2 separate regions of the Macaca fascicularis genome follow, and region 1 is linked to region 2. The links are chromatin contacts, called in public Hi-C maps. All regions are on one chromosome and are shown on one strand. Each heading gives the region's core, a stretch centred on a gene start, on an enhancer-like site or on the middle of the called end of the contact. The rest is flanking DNA. Distances are from core to core; before and after follow the strand shown. Region 1 has its middle 160 kb from the start of SLC38A4. Region 2 holds the start of SLC38A2 (solute carrier family 38 member 2).

Region 1 (4,375 bases), core at 171-2,670, 290 kb before region 2:
AGACACATAATCTTACTTGTGTTCCAGTCTGTAAAATGAGGAGGTTGAATTAGAAAATCTTTAACTTATGCTCATGTTCTAACATTCAGTGATTTTTTTTTTTAGTTTCCCAAGCTAGTTTTCTCAATTATTGTATTAGAAAAAGGAATACGTGGTTCCTTAAGGAACAAAATGCTTCTGACATACCCAAAGTTCTAAGTAAATATGATATTAGCATCACTATAATGTAGAATATTGCTCACAAAAAACATGTTACCATTCAGTCTTTTAAATATATTCCTCAAAAGACATCATCTCAAATATCTAGACACCAACCTTTGGCTGGGAAACAGATCAGTTTTTTTTTTTGTTTTTGTGGCAACACTGACACCCAAGTCCACAATTACAAACTGTCACCTCTGTAGTTTGGAGTGGATGAAGAGACAAATCATTCCTTTAATGTCACAAAGAGAATTCAGGACTTGGCTAAGTAAAATATGTTATGGTACACAGATTTCATTATATCTGCAGACAGCCAGCTCAAAAGAGGGTTCTAAGGATATTGCACCAATCAGTTGCCTTCAGCTTGCAAAAGCTGCCTTGCACTGGGCCATCAGTATTACCGTTTTGCCCTCAATTACCAGCTATCGTTCTTTTCATAACATGTTAGATAACTTTCAATATTCACCTTCCAAAAATATTCAGTGGTATACCCACCTCAATTTTAGAGTTTACAGAACTGGGGATCAGAAAGAATGAGAAACACAGTGAAAAATATTTCCCCGGTTCTGTATCACTGTGTCTCTGGGGCCTAGAGTATGGTTAGTACTCCATAGATATTTACTGAGTGAATGGTGGAGTGGTGGAGCTAGGATGTAAACCTGGGTGCGCCCACATAAGGCCCGTTCTTTGTTCATTCTACCCTGTGCCCTCCCAACCCTCACAAAGTCAGAAAGTTCAGAGGCAGCAAAGGTGAGGCAGGAGAGATTCAGTGATCTTGAGCCTCCTCTCCTAATTGCCACTATGCTGCATTTGTATCTAGAAAATGTCTGTCATCTTGGACCATGAAACATGAGAATACAGTTAAAAATCAACAAATAGAACAACAACAACATTAGGACTAAGGGTCAAACATCCTAGTTTCAAATCCTGGCTCTGACTCTTACAACATACCAATCTTTGGCTGTGCCACGTTAGGCTCCTTGAACCTCCGTTTTCTTATGTCTGTAGGTAAGAACCTCTGTTTCTTATTTTAGATGTTGCTAATTTGCTACTCAGAGGGTTGATGAGAAGACATACTACCTGGTACTTAGTAGGTCCTAAGAATTTATGTTCATTATAAAACACTAATGAACGAGACCATGATTATACAGGTCTACCAGTCTATTTCCTGTGACCAGCCTGTTCATTAATGAGGCCAGTTACCACTAGGGGACACTGAACTAGCAAGAAACTTAGAAAGAATCAGACTGAAGAAGATCCATACACCAGTCAGTATTGGAGCTCCTGGCTTCTCCCTCCTGGACGGATTGTTGAACTGCATTTGTTCTCATCACAGTCTCACTGTTGTAGAGGGAACATTTGAGAGAGGGGCACTCTCTCAGGATGACCAAGCAGTCCAAGGCTATAAGGAAAGAATTCTATTTCAATGCTGTGGTTAGGTAGCAACATCAGTATTTACATATGTGTTTCATTGTTATAACAACCACAGAAAGATAAGAATCTCTCTGCTGAATTTTCTATCAATGGCAGTTTCTAGACTTAATCAAATGGTCAGAGACCTCCCTTGGTGTTTTTCCTACTTTCCTAGGACTGAAACTTCTGGCAGCCCATTGTATACGTTTAGCAGGAAAATCCAAGTGAGTTGTATTTGCCTTGCTCATGTGAAAGATATGTCTGTACATTTGTCATGTTCTAAATAATGACTTGCACATATCATTGTTTAAAAAAAATCCTGTCCCTTGTTCCTTTCTTAATCCTGTACAAAGGAAGATTAAACTTCTTGGAAACGCTCCGGCCGGCATTACCAGAAAAGGAAGTCAGAAATGAGAACTTGAGGCCACCCCTTGCATATTTCTTTAACACAAGACAGAAACATTCACCCTCCCTCTACACTGAATATTATTTCAGAGTTTTCAGCTTGAGATTTCGAAATCTTTAACGGCAAAGATAGGACTCTATGATGTAACACTTCATTCAATAAAGGTCCCGTTTCCAAACGCTCCTCCTGATCAGCACAACCGTATCATTTATTATGCAGTCAGAGCCATTTTTGAGAGTGAAAGGAGATGTTCATAATGATGATGACAGAGGGGCATAAACTGATGAGTTTGTGATTACTTCATGCTTAATTGTGTTTAGAAACTCTTGAGACATATACTATCTTAACATTTTACCTTTAAAAAATTCATCTTAGAAAATACCTTTACATGAGAAGTATTTGTGCTTATTCTGTACAGACAAGGCTGTCTTGATTCTCAGGGCAAGTTGGTATCTGCCTCCTTGCTTGCCGATGGGTGGAGTATTCTCTCTCTTGCCCTCTCTCTCTCATTTCTAAGCCTTGGTGAGCCCTTTCTTTAAGTAGTCTCTTTGGCAGCAAATATTTCTTCTAAAGACTTCCTTCCAAGACCCATTCCCCTCCCAGGCAAACTCTGTGGAATTACTCTTATCTTCTCTCTGTGACTGTTTTGTCTTCTCGACTATTTAAAAATGTGTCTATGTTATTATAATTCCAAAAATTTTTCTACTAGTTTGCTATTCTAAACAATAGTTATAATCTATTTTTGCAAGAAGGAAAATTACATATCAATTGTTCAATTAATGTCTTCTAAAATGTAAAATGTTGCTTCTGTGTGTTTAATATGAATGCAGAAACAGAGAGACAGAGCCTGTCAGCAGAGGAGGTGGATCCTGCCACGGAGACAGGCAGATACCCCGGGTTATAGATCAAGGTAAAGTTATACACGTGCTCACCAACTGGGTGATTTCCTGTGAACAGCGGAGTCAGTACATTTACTGGAAAATCTCATTGAAAGGAAATGAGCATTATAAGCCCACTTGAATATTGCACGTTAAAATTCAGACTAAATAAGGAAGTAGAAAGGAAGTCACAGGGCAAAGAGTATGAAAAAGACAAAATACAGGGACCACATTTGTTGTTCTCTCTGCTTCCTGGGCACAGAATAAACAAATATTAGAATACTTGTTATTTAAAAATTATCTTCATTCTTCAGACTCCTTCCTGATCACTTTAGGTGGGAAATGACATATATGTGTAACACAAAAGTAAAATCTAAAAATAAAAGCCTCCTGGTATTTTTTTTAAAGTGTGTTCAGGTTTTCTAAGCTAAGTCTTCTCTTTTTTGTACAAGAGACACTTCTAGTTTTGTTCTTACTAGCCCGTTTGTTCAAAATAGAAGGTTCTAACGACAACAGTTTTTTAAAAGTCTCCCAGGGTTGTAAGCTCAGAGATACACAGAGCTCCAATTAGGTAGTAGCGCTTGTGAGCAGCTTGCAAACAGCATTCCAGTGTCCGGCAGTCTGCAAGGCATTTGGAAAACCAGTTCTGTATTTCCCTTAATAGCCAGCTCCAATCATCCACAAATAAGTTTACTATACGCTTTCATACATTGTTCTAAATAATGACTCGCACATATCATTGTCTAAAAAAATCCTGAGCACACCCATTGGTAAAAGCACCACTCCAACTTCTCCACACACTTAGTCACTTTCTGTCCCTCTTCTCTCACCTTTGGCCCACTCTGAGGCACAAAATGTTCAGTGAGCAGGACCCATTATTGTTTCTCTAGGGACCCTGAACACTGGCCTTCTGTTTATAAGTTCATTTTCCAAACATTTTCTCAGAACACTCAACCGATAGTTAAACCCTATTAGTTAATTTAGTCTCCAGGAATATGCTGTACACGGCCCCTTATTTTCTGGTAAAAACTAAATTAAACAAAAAATAAAAGACTTGCAAATATCTTTCTCATAAATAAAAAGGTGTTAGCTACAAGAGTCCCTTATCCAAAGGCATAGAGGTAGTTAAGAAAAAAAAAAAAAACAAAACAAAACTTTTTGAGCACTAAAGTACAATTTTGCATCCAAGTGGGATGGAAATTTTGATGCCAGCGCACATGGGCATTATAATTATAAATTAGGTGATTTCTCCTGGGTCCTGCCAGGCACAAAGAACATTTGGCTATGTGTGTGTCAATTTAACTGAAGTCATTACTCAGGAAACTGGCTTATGCTCCTCACTTAACATGTTCTTTTTAAAGCACTGGGATTGGCTCACTAAAAGAGCCTTTTGTAAAGTAATAAAACTTTTGCTTGTGTGAATTTTACCCTACTAATTGCTAAATTCCTTTTTAGTGTATAGGATTTCCTCACAGTG
Region 2 (4,531 bases), core at 747-3,246:
CCAACCCTGAGGGCCTCCTTAGCACCTCTAACTGGGCAGAGGAAACGACCAGAGATTCATCTGGAATGAAAAAGTGGTTTAAGACCTTTTGATTGTTATCAGTTGAAACCTGATCTAAAGAAACTTCCTGGGACTCCTCTCTAACCTACCACTACCAAGATTGTTGTGACAAGAAGAGTTGATTGATTTTAGTGGGGAATGTATGTTGAAGGAAGATAGTTTTTTCAGCCCTAATTGTGTGTCAAATTCCAAACCTGCCCTTGGGGAGTTCACAATCTCTTTGGGCAGATGATACTACAAATAGTCTGGAATGATTTTGAGTGCATGACAGCATGGGTTTTTAAAAGTCCATCACCATATTGTTTTAGAAAATAGTACCTGCAAAAAGAGGACAGAGTAGGGAGGGACGCTATGGGGCATGCGGGGTGCTTTCCTGCGGCTCAAAGGCTAAGCCTTGTGCGATAGCGGCATTTAAGGGGGTGAGAGGAGGTTGGCCACCAAAGCAAGAATGACTATTATTTCAGCCTGACCAACATGGAGAAACCCCGTCTCTACTAAAAATACAAAATTAGCCGGGGTGGTGGCACATGCCTGTAATCCCAGCTACTCGGGAGGCTGAGGCAGGAGAATCACTTGAACCCGGGAGGCGGAGGTTGCGGTGAGCCGAGATCGCGCCATTGCACTCCAGCCTGGGCAAAAAGAGCGAAACTCTGTCTCAAAAAAAAAAAAAAAAAAAAAAAAGACTGGCCTGAGCGGAGTAGAAGGTTAGAAGGTTTGGGGTAGGGAACACAGGAGTGTGATGGGGGAAATCGGGCCCTCGCTTGTCAATCATAAACACTGGTGCAGGCGAGGGCACCCGAAGCCTCATGTGCGGCGGAAATAGGCAGTTGTACAGATTTCCTCAGTAAAATATTGAAAGCAAAAATTGTGATCACACCCAGCCCTTTGCTTTGTGCCCTGCCCAGTTTCTCCCACGTCCCCATAAGGAAGAGAGCAGTAGGTCAAACTTGTTTGTTCATTCATTCCACGAACATTTCTCTCTCCTAAGGGGTCTTTGTTTCCAGCAAGGGAGTGAGTCTTGCCTTTCCCGCAGCACCACTTTCTCCACAGTGAAGGGGCCCCCCTAGTTGCCTGGCTCAGCAAGACCACATCACCATTGAAGGGAAAGGACCAGGCTCTGCAGAAAGCGCCTCAGACCCGCATTCATACAAGGCAGTGCCCTTGCAGGGGGCGGTGGTGGTGGGATAAGAGAAGCGACGTGTCAGCGAATGGAAAACTGGGGACTCCCAAGCAGCCTTAGGAGCGCCGGGCTCCCTACTGGGGCCTCCTTCTAAGGGGTCTGGCTTGCTGGCCAAAAGGTAGCCTTTCCGCTAGTCTGGTTTTCCATGGCCGTACAAAAAGGTCATCCCGAAAAGGAGCTGCTAGCCGACCTCGGGCTAGTTTTGAAGAGTGAAAGCAGGTCTAGGTGGAAAAGAAACAACAACAAACCATCAGGACAACGTTGCTGTCTTGGCCCAAGTTTGTGAGACAAAACCTCATTGTAAATCACAAAAATAACAATCAAGAAAGTGTTTGGTGGGAGGGTGGTGTCCCCGAAAAGCCTTGATATGTGCCCCCAAAGCAAGGACTGCTGGTGAATCGGACAGGAGAAAATTTTAAGGAGATGGCTCCTCAAAGACAACCGCATGTGTTGAGCACCAACCCGGGCTGAAAAGGATAGGCAGCGGCAGCATCTGGGGGTCTTTCCAGACTAGGAAGCTGGAGAGAGTGGGCTTTGGCTTTGCGGGAGAGTCTTGGGGGCGCCCTCGGGCGGGGCTGGGCCGCGGGCGCGGGCCGCAGAGGGAGGTGCAGGGAGGCGGGGCCTCGGGCTGGGCGGGTCGGAGGTGGGGCCCAGGTGGTGTTGATACACAAAGAGAAGGCGCCCGGGCGGCCGCGGCCCCGCCCACTGACGCGTCCCGGGGTGCCGCTATAACCCGCCGCTCAAAGGGCTGCTACAGAGCCCCGCGACGCCGCCGCCCTAGTGAACGCCTTTCCAGTACTGCTATCAGCAGCAGCAGCCCAACCACGCGTTACCGCACACTCGCGCCTTTCCTTTGACACGGCGGACGCCGGAGGATTGGGGCGGCAGTTTGTCATTTCCTTTTTTATTAAAATTATTTTTCCTGCCTGTTGTTGGATTTGGGGAAATTTTTTGTTTGTTTTTTATGATTTGTATTTGACTGAGAGAAACCCACTGGAGACGTCTGCGTGAGGTTTCCAGGGTACAAGAACAGAGACCACCGAGGTAACGCGTGCGGGGGGGTGTCTGTGGGGAGGGCGCGGGACCCGGGCGAGAGTGGGGGAGGGGCTTCCGGGAGGGGCCGCGCGGGAAGGCGACCGCGGGGTCCGTTTCCTTTCGAGGCGGGCGTTGTCGGTTGGCCTGGCCAGCCTTCCATCCTGGCCCGCCGCGCAGGGGTCGCGCCCGCGACGTGGGCAGGAGAGCAGGCGCTGGGCCCGGGCCGCGTGCCTGCCCGGTGCGGAGCCGCATCTTCCCATTAGGGGGAGGGGAGCCAGCCTGGCCCGCGGCTCTGCTGCGGCAAGTCTTGTGACTGATTTGCATTTAATAAAAAAAAAAAAAAATTAAGTCCAGGGAACCAGGAATCTGGGGGCGGCGGAGGTGGGCTTGGGCATGTATTATAGGAGAGGCCAAGATTGGGGAAGACAAGTTGAGAACATTTGACAATATCGACGATCGATATTGCATCAGTTTGCTTTCCAGACATAGGAGGGGCTGAGCGGGCGAAGCACTCGCGGGCCAGCTGCTTGTGGACGGGTGTGCTTAAGGGCACTGGCGCGCGCGTGTGTAAATAAACCCCCAGCTCCCGGGGCCCAGGCGTTCGCCCCCCTCGAGAGAGTAGTGTCGGCCCTTTCCGCCTCCTTCTGGGGAAGGCTGTGTGCGGCCGAGGCATTTCCCGGTGTGGGGACTCCAGGCAGTAAAGGACAGATTACGCAGCATTGCTGTTCCAAATGCTAGAAACGGGAAGCCATGCGCCTAGGTTGCATGCACACGAGCCAGGGTCGGGGCTGCATGTGTGCCCTGAGTGCCTGTGCACGTTTGCAGCGGCTGGGAAAAAGCAAAACAGAGCCCTCTTCGGCCCCTCCACTCCGACTGGGGACAATAGAGAGGGTGAAATACTGAAATCTGCCGGAGTAGGGGGCCTCGGCGGCCGCAGCACAGCGGTGGAATCATCTTTGTTCTCCGCGGCTCAGCCGTCTGTACTTTTCCGCCCCTTGGCGCGCCCCCGCCCCTCGCGCGCGGCTGGTACTTTTCCACTCGCCTGGCCTGGGATGAATCAGCCGCGCTGCGCCTCCCCGCGGCGTCACCTGACCACGGCGGGCGGGCGCTGCAGTCCTGACGCGCCGCCTCTACTTTCGCAGGCCGACTCGCGGCCGGTGCACCCACCGCCAAGGACAAAAGGAGCCCAGCGCTGCTAGCTGCATCCGATTCCTCCCAGTGCTTAGCATGACGAAGGCCGAAATGGGACGGTTCAATATTTCCCCGGATGAAGACAGCAGCAGCTACAGTTCCAACAGCGACTTCAACTACTCCTACCCCACCAAGCAAGCTGCTCTGAAAAGGTGGGAGAAGTTGTGACACTTCTGAAAAAACGGCTTGCATGGGTTGGGTTCAGGGAGTTACCTAGGAATTTGCTTCCATTGCTTTAATTCGCTATAGCATTTAGAGAATGTGTGTCATCTCTGGAAGAGTATCCGATTATCTTGTTGTAATGACAAGATAGCTCGTGGTGTGAAAGTCAACTCCTAGTTAATATTTATACATTTAAGTAAAGGTGTTGTATCAGAACTATGCTGGTGGGGGGTATTTTATGTTCAAGCAGTCTTGTGTGTAGTGATAGATATTTCAATCCAGTTTACAATTATATATGTCTGTATTTTTTGTAGCCATTATGCAGATGTAGATCCTGAAAACCAGAACTTTTTACTTGAATCGAATATGGGGAAGAAGAAGTATGAAACAGAATTTGTAAGTTAAAAATAATAATTTGTCTGTCAGTGGCTTTATGGAGTAAAAGAATAGTTTTACTTTTAGAATTCAAATCTAACTTGCCCAAACCTGGTTTTCTCCATTTAATTATTGTTATATGTTTGGTTATCGTTTTCCCTCTATGTAGCATCCAGGTACTACTTCCTTTGGAATGTCAGTATTTAATCTGAGCAATGCGATTGTGGGCAGTGGAATCCTTGGGCTTTCTTATGCCATGGCTAATACTGGAATTGCTCTTTTTATGTAAGTATGTGTAAGTAGTGAATCTGCCATGCAGGGCAGTTACTATGATAAAACATATTTTGGCTCCGGAAACTGAGTTTACAGTTGCAGTAGCTGACTCAAGTTACTTGCTTAAAATTAAAAGTATGAGAAACCCCAAAAATCTCTTTATTCTGCTACATACTGCACAATATCAAGAAAGCCAACTAGAAAAAAATAGGGCAGTCCTTAAAACTGACAAATTAAGCCAGAAGTCTTCTAAGT

Evidence for each region. Hi-C and Micro-C count contacts between places; a contact is called where the count stands out from the background.
Region 1: a contact with region 2 is called in a Hi-C map of liver, with 2.8 times the contacts expected there. The contact joins the enhancer-like site here to the promoter of SLC38A2 in region 2. A contact is called at or near these places in 2 of 2 Hi-C or Micro-C datasets (liver and skeletal muscle).

The regions. Positions count from the first base shown.
Region 1 is chr11:53,372,311-53,376,685 of T2T-MFA8v1.1, reverse strand. No RefSeq gene overlaps it. Among named protein-coding and RNA genes, the nearest start is that of SLC38A4, 160 kb to the left of the region's middle. Within about 2 kb of position 1,420, at least 1 of the 6 cell types and tissues checked has an H3K27ac peak or open chromatin away from gene starts, as enhancers often do. A contact at or near this core is called in liver, where this site is marked.
Region 2 is chr11:53,085,524-53,090,054 of T2T-MFA8v1.1, reverse strand. It overlaps SLC38A2 (solute carrier family 38 member 2), which reads left to right and starts at 1,996. Exons shown (of 15, transcript XM_074006681.1): 1 at 1,996-2,284; 2 at 3,418-3,618; 3 at 3,943-4,024. The coding sequence starts at 4,011.